Regions from separate parts of the Mus musculus genome. Here region 2 is linked to region 1. The links are chromatin contacts, called in public Hi-C maps. All regions are on one chromosome and are shown on one strand. Each heading gives the region's core, a stretch centred on a gene start, on an enhancer-like site or on the middle of the called end of the contact. The rest is flanking DNA. Distances are from core to core; before and after follow the strand shown.

Region 1 (3,816 bases), core at 889-3,388:
TCTCCTAACCTGCGGGAACCTGAAAGTCCCGCCTCTTTCTTTCTGCCCATCCATTGGCCACTGGCATCTTTATTGATTGATTAGGAACTATGGGGGTAAGGACCTTCAGCATCAGTAAACAGAGATTCCCAATTAAATCAAAGCATCAGAACCGCTCCTCTACAGATCTCTCTCTCTCTCTCTCTCTCTCTCTCTTTCTCTCTCAATATATATATATATGCCTAGATAGCTCCTGAGCATGTATTCTCTCTCTCTCTCTCTCTCTCTCTCTCTCTCTCTCTCTCTCTCTCTCTCTCTCTCTCTCTCTCTGTATCTATCTATCTATACTTCTAATGTGAGTTGGTTACTGGTAACTATTATTATTATTAATGTAGAAGGTGTTTTCAAATGGTTGGTATATCAGTTTTGTAAACCCCCATAGGAGTAAATATGAATAAAGATGTGATAAAATCTACTTGTGTATTTTTAGTGGTTTCAAAGATTCAAGGGAGAGACAGTATTTTATTCACTTGCTGCTCGAGTCATTGCTGAAATGCTTTTCAAAATTTTTCTCATCATTTTAATATCAGTTAGGAAAAACTCTCAATTGGAAGTTAATATTTGCATTTATGAGGTTTTAAAATTATTTTCGAGAAAAATAACATATGTGTGTGTGTGTGTGTGTGTATGTGTGTGTGTGTGTAATTTTCATTTTCTTAATTGACTTCCCAAGGGACTCAGTTCACTCAAGAAAAGGAGAAAAAGTAGCTTTCTACTTGAATTCTGATAATTCCAATTAATGGTTTATAGCCAGTAAGCTTTATGATAAGTTTTCAAATTATTAACTATAATGGGTGAAATTTCCAAAGAGGCACTTGGGGAATGGGCTATTTTGAACTCAGTGACAACTGTAGATAGAAAAGTCCTAGTAATGCTTTTGAATTTTTTGTTTCCTTGAATAGAAGATCTTGTGTCCTTTAAATTTAAACAAGGAGACAGCTGGTGTACTCTTACTCAGTGGATTCCAACCCATTAGAATATCCTGAAAGGCACAGAATAGCTACAGTTTTGTTCCTGAAATACTCAAACTCATGAAATCCAGCTAGCACTTTACAGCACCATGTTCCAGGTCCATTTTCTTCCTGTTAGGTTATGCTGTGGCTGTGGTAAAGAATGTGTGTGAGTTCCTAGTCCCCAGTGAAAACCTCAGCCCACATCAGAGAACCCAAAGTATGAATTCCCAAGTGTGCTGTTAGGAAGGCCTGTGGTTAAATTTCAAATTATCAAGCTGTATTTGGGTGAATGAGTTAGTTTTATAAGCAGTCTCGGGAAGAGGAATCAAAGGGACTAACCAGAGCGACAGTTTTCTCACTTTCTACCAACATTAGGTGTATCCTCTGTGAAAGCCCTCTCTGCTTATATGTTCACAGACCTGTCTATTCACTTATATATTTCTGTCTTTACCCATGAACTTATTCACTCAGTCTTTAGTCACGCATGACTTGAGAACCAGCCCCATATTAAGGACTTGGAGAAACAAAGACTTGTGGTAGCTCTTGAATTTGAATTACGGTTTTATTAAGTCTATCACTGAAAGAAAGCCAATAAAAATCTTGGAAATGTCATTATCTGAAAAGTGATCATCTCCCTATTAACACTGTGGCCTCTCCATGCTTGGCATTCGACAAATAAATAGTTGTTCAAGGGACAGAGGAATAACTTACTATATTCATCAAAAAGAGCATAGGTTTTTAGCTTTAATCAAAGCAGGACTATCTAAATTAAGGAGCTGGTTCAGTTATCCCTTATATGAAAAGTCCTCCTCAGAATTAAATGGAACAGAGGGACATGGGCTTTTCGAATGAAGTATGGGAAGGTATAAGCTTTGTTTTTGCTGTCTGATCAATAAATACATCTTAGCCTGAGCTTCTCCTTAATAATGAGAGTTGTGATTAATATCACAATGACACCAGATACAAATCTTGTGATTTGTTTAGATTCGGGTGATGACTTCTGGCTACCTGTCCTGAGCCCCTTTGCCACCTCGGTTTTGTGCATCTGTTTCTTTATTCCACATCATGGTTTGGAGGCTGAGGATGGGGGTGGTAGGCAGTTCATGTTGGCGTGTGGCTGAGGTGGCAGGAGGGAGGATTTTAGCAGCTTGTGGGCGAGTGCTCAGAGAACAGGTGGTACTGGAAGAAGGAAATGACTGTCAGGATTCGGTGGCATTTGGGCGTGTGTATCGGCAGGCATGTTCGCAAAGTGGGGTATTCTTGTTCAAAGTGTAAGAACACTTCAGTGTCCTCATAATGAGAGCTTTGACCCAGAGTTTTAGACTCGCCAAGGCAAAGACTGTCAATTTGTCAATCTGTAGGTATGAAAGACCAAAGGGTTAAACAAGAAAGGGGACAGATTCTGTCACAAAGCCTGACCTCTTAACAAATGGAAACTGGTACATCTACATCACAACTCCTACATCTATGGCTCAAGAAACATGGAAACAGCCAGAATACCAGGAAACCTGCTGGGAAACAATCTCTCCTAGAAATGGCTGCATAAGTTGACCAGAACAATGGCACGGTAGATGGATTTGCTAACTGGAAGAGGGTTGGGGGTGGTCCTACAGGTTCCCACGCCTAGACAAAGGACTCTAGGCAAGTGATAGTGGAAAAAGGAGAATTAGTCTTTCCCAGAGCTGAGCTTCCTTATCAGTCGTTCAATGCAGAATGGTCAGCCCTGATGCTGTATACACAGGAACCAAACAGCAGCAGACTCGGCAGGTTGAATTTTTATATAGGTGCATACATACGTGTGTGACAATATTAACCATAGAAAACAGGAGCTCATCAACCTAAATGTATGGGAGGGGATGAAGTGAGGATACTTGGGAGAGCCTGGAGTGGAAACCTGGAGGGGAGAAGTGATGTAATTCTGTATCAATTAAAACCATAATTTTTTAAATAAGTGAGAAGAGTGGCCAGTTTGCAGGATGCATTGATGACAGCTGCTCAAGGGTTTTGTTTTGTTTAAAGAAGTTTATCCAGGTCTCATTCACTTTCAAAACACCTTGTTATCATCTGCAGCCTGGTAGGTTTAGAAAGATCCAGCACATACTGTGTCCTGTTCTTCAGGACCAGGATCAAATAAACAAGCCTCTCTTCACCTCAGAGCTTCCTCAGGCACCACAGGCTATTGTTTTTGCTTTTGTTTTTGTTTTCTTTTTAATCCTCCCTGGAGGGATGGATAGAGGGAGTTTGTTTTGAAATAGATGCTTTTGGCTGTTCAATTGCAGGGCTTTTCCTGTTATCTCAGACAGTAAACAGTCTTCACCTCACTGCTGGTGGATTTGAGAAGTACCACTTGACTCTAACTAATGAAGCCTTTGCAGAGTATTGCTTGCAGCACACAGATCCTCAAGTGTGCCCAGTATTCTCACCCCTTACAAAATGTGAGCACTGGGCACTTATGGTGGAACAACTGTAGTTATCTGTGGCCACCATGATCCCAGCTTCTGCAGGATTTAGCAAGAATAAAAGTGTTGATGCACTTGACTGTTGAACAAACAAAGTATAGATTGCCCTCTTCTAGTTTTCCAAAGACAAGTGTGGGAATCTTCATTATGCTGTTTTGAAGGCTGCTATTGAAGGTTGTTTTGATCATTATGAAGTTTGTTATTCAAGGGAAGGTTATGTAACGGAAATGTAAAAATTCTGGGCACAATAGCCACAATAACACTGTAAAGATAAAGGAGTTAGGAATTAATAATTTTGTTGTCATTTCTAAACACCTGCACATCAGAACCATTAAAAAACAAACAGAAAAAAATCATATTAAAAC
Region 2 (3,816 bases), core at 542-3,041, 460 kb before region 1:
AGATGTGCTATAACTGTAAATTTAACCACTGTTAATTCTCCTCAATTAATACTCTTAAAAAACATATAAGAAAGTTTCTAAGAGCTCAAATATATATCTCTGAGAAAAGGCACAGTACAGAATGTCTCAAGGAAGAATGACATCATTTCAATGAAACTTTTGAAGCATTTTGACATTTTGAAGCTAAGAGCTCATGAAAGGTCAAAGGATCAAAAATTAATTCTAAATAAAGGTTGGCTTATGCATTTTAAGGCAGGCCAGCTTATGTAACATGTACTGTGGCCACTCGGGGCTGCTAGTGGTGTGGTGTTGGCCCTGCCAAAGGAACAACTTCTGTCTGTGTTTACTCAGACACTTTCATAATACGATCTCGTCTCCTGGATTCCCAGTTCCCTCCTAATTCCTAATTCTCAGTCTTTGTACTGCCCTAGGACTTTCCAAAGCACCACCGTATTATAGTATGTCTGCTTTGTAGCCTTTTTACTCCTTACTCCTACCTGTCCAATGTAAATATGTTTCCAACATTTAAAAAAAGGCAAAGGAAACTGACATTTTCAGTCAAAAGCAAATTATAAGAGACAAATTTTATTTTTCTCACTTGAGTAACAAAAAGCACAACAAATGAAACTGTGGCTCTTGGGATACTGGACATGGGGGATGGGACACACTGTTAAATGTAAGAGAGTGAACCTGGAGGTTCACATGTCTGCATCTTGACAGACCCTGGAGAGGGATTCCTGGTCAGAGGCACACATCTGCACTGTGTCAGTTCTGGGAGAAAGCAGCCAAGTCATGGGTGAGGGCAGTGTTCAGGGATAGCCCTGAGTTGTGAAGCTTGGGCCACATGTCCATAGAGTAAAAGGTGCTGGGGAGAATCCCGCATGGGAGAATCCTGTGCACAGAAGGAGCTCCGCCGGTACTCAGAGGCATCACTGTACTCAACTAAGCAACCACTAAAGAAAAGAACATGAAAACTAAATGAAAGTGGCTAGCAGTCACACTGGCCATGGATAGAGCAATTTCTACATGACATTAGAAAACTATATAACTAGTAAATAAATGGACTCTTTTCTTGTGGTGAACAATTCATTCTATTCTGAGCAATGCTCCATTTCCTTCTGATATATCTTTTTTTGTTGGTTATTTTATTTATTTACATTTCAAAAGTTGTCTCCCTTCCTGGTCTCCCTCCACAATCCCCCCATCCTATTCCCCCTCCCCTTTGTCTCTATGAGAGTGCTCTTCCACCCACACACTCACTCCCCGCTCACCCATCAGAGCAACAACTGGAGTAAAATGTTAATATGGCACTTATGCCCATATTATAATAGAAGCTAAGAATGTTTATAATAATACAATACTGCTCATAGGGCAAGGCAATATATGAGACATAACATAACGTATAACAGCCAGTATTGTATATCATCTTGAAGGGCTGTATTTCCAGCTGGTTAGGCCAATGGTTCTATGCTATACCAAAATCGAATTATGTAATTATATAAATTTGACAGTGAAAGGCAATATGTAGATTAGCTATTAACATTTTTAAATATGCTGAAGGAGGCAAGTGCAGGTTTTGTACAATAATTCATGCTTCAGATGCCTGAGCTTCATTCCAGGTGTCAGGACAGACCCTGGGCACTGAGTGGACTGCAGGAATACAAAGGACCTCCCTCTGCCCCTCGTCTCTCCCTCTCGGTCCTTACCCCCATTTTCTTCCTCTCTCCTGCACTGCATCGTATGGACTGAGTGTAGTATTTCAGTGAACATTAGCTCACCAGATCTCTATTTCTGGCTCCTTTTGTAAGCTGCTGCACAGTCTGGCTTCTGTGAGACATGAGGATTTGGGCTAGTTCACTAAGTGTTTGGTTCTCTCGTGTTACATAAGGTGTAATCTCAACATGCTGTTTTCTACTTTTTTTTTAATGAACCAGTGACACCTGCTTCTCTGCCCTCTGAAACAATCTGTAGATATTGACCAGTTTTCCTCTCATAGAAACTTCTATTATTCATCTATCTATCTATCTATCTATCTATCTATCTATCTATCTACCATGATTATATCCATCAGTCCTTTTATATACTTGTAGGTTTCTATATCCTTAGCATCTGCAGATTCACCCAATCTCAAATGAAAAAAAAATTTTTAAAAATTCATACTGTAGAACACTTTACTTATAAACCAGTCAGCATGGCAGTGTTTTGTATAGCACTTACATTAAAATTGATATTAACAGTAATCTGGAGATGAGTTAAAGTATTCAGGGAGATTTGCACAGGTTGTTTGCCTTCTTACAGAGAAGCACGCGTACCTCTCTCTCCCCAGTGGTCCTGAGACTCCATCCCTACCCTAGTGCACAAGTATCCTGGGATGGCTCCACCTGTGTGCTTAGCAACAGCACTGATAATCCTCGTTTCCTTTTATCAGGCTCTTCAGCTGTCGTGTTCTTCCATTCCTTTTAGCTTTATCTCTTTCAGTTTTATTTTGAACTTTCATTTACATATAAATAAGACTTGAACATATTGAAAACTTGATTTTCAATAAATGCAGTGTTACTAATGTGTTTTTAGACTGAAGGCACCGTAATGGTGCAAAGGTGCGTCATATATTGCATGAAATACAGCAACTTGGAAATGTACACAGGACACACAAAGAATACCAACATGTTGTCACACCAAGGCAGAGTGCTGAGCGGGAGTTTCAATAGCAACAACTTGTGGTTTGGTTTCCCTCTTTGCCACTAACCTACTGTAAATGATTTAATGTTGTGTTTCAGTTGCACTTGTAGAAGGAGCTCAGTAGCAAACCTGTTCAAGCTGCAAGGTAGGTTGTCGCTGCACAACTTTAGAATAAATGAACCATGGAGCTAGTAACCCTGCAAACACCCTGAATCCTTTAGTATTATATTGGGGGTTAACCACTTATTTTATTCAAAGATAGATCATTCATTCATTTAGCCCCATATTAGGGATGCCAATGAAAACATATGCAAAGAAAAATTTACTTAAATACCCCAGATAAGCAATGAGAAAGTGATTTGTGCTTTGTCATTGGTGTTGAGTTCTAGAAAGTAGAAAGTCTCAAAAACAAACAAAAACCAAAACCAACACAAAGCAGTTTTGCTGTTTGGGTGGCAACCTGCACAGAGGAAGTGCTGCTCTGTGGCAAATTTGCTGAAGTGGCAATTAAGAATTAATCTCCACATGTTAAAAGCCATACAGAAACCTCAGATAATATTCAACCTTTCCAAAGACACTTCTTCAGATTATGTGCATCACTTTTTGGATGACAGAATAATTTACTTTGCAAACAGGGGTCTTCTGAGAGTGAAACGAAGATTACTAGTCATTCTAGCTAACAAGAGTAAACTTACTATCTTGGGAAATTGTGAATGGTGCATTGAGTGGGAAATAAAAGGTTATTTTGTTCTTGTTTTGCTTTGAGATAGGGCCTCATTATGCAGAGCTGCCTTGCCTGGACTTCACTATGTAAACCAGACTGGATTTAAAGAAAAATGGCAGATTTTTTTTTTCAATCTAGCTATTCTTATAAGCTGGCAAGATAGCCTGTTATCTAATATGTATGTATCCATAAATACGTAAATGCATATATTTACATATACATTTGTGTGTACAAATACAGAAACTCATATTATCAGAATACAAAACTTCTGGGTGGACCAGGAAATGAGTCTTCTATTTTAATCACGAAGTATTTCAAGTCAGTTTCCTGTGCCAAGCACTTCCCACATGGGAATGCTGTAAGAATGCAGAAGGGCTGCACAGGAAGTGTAAGAAAGGAATGTCACACTGGAA

What was found. A called contact is a pair of places that touch in the nucleus more often than the background predicts.
Region 2: a contact with region 1 is called in a Hi-C map of cerebral cortex, with 1.8 times the contacts expected there. The contact joins two enhancer-like sites. A contact is called at or near these places in 6 of 39 promoter capture datasets (the 3T3-L1 cell line, cranial neural crest, frontonasal cranial neural crest and 3 more), 1 of 484 Hi-C or Micro-C datasets (cerebral cortex) and 1 of 9 other capture datasets (adipose tissue).

The regions. Positions count from the first base shown.
Region 1 is chr1:22,653,448-22,657,263 of GRCm38.p6, reverse strand. All of the region lies in intron 2 of Rims1 (regulating synaptic membrane exocytosis 1), which reads left to right. Among named protein-coding and RNA genes, the nearest start is that of Rims1, 150 kb to the left of the region's middle. Within about 2 kb of position 2,138, at least 12 of the 459 cell types and tissues checked have an H3K27ac peak or open chromatin away from gene starts, as enhancers often do. A contact at or near this core is called in cerebral cortex, where this site is marked.
Region 2 is chr1:23,117,591-23,121,406 of GRCm38.p6, reverse strand. No RefSeq gene overlaps it. Among named protein-coding and RNA genes, the nearest start is that of Gm30442, 4.5 kb to the left of the region's middle. Within about 2 kb of position 1,791, at least 19 of the 459 cell types and tissues checked have an H3K27ac peak or open chromatin away from gene starts, as enhancers often do. A contact at or near this core is called in cerebral cortex, where this site is marked.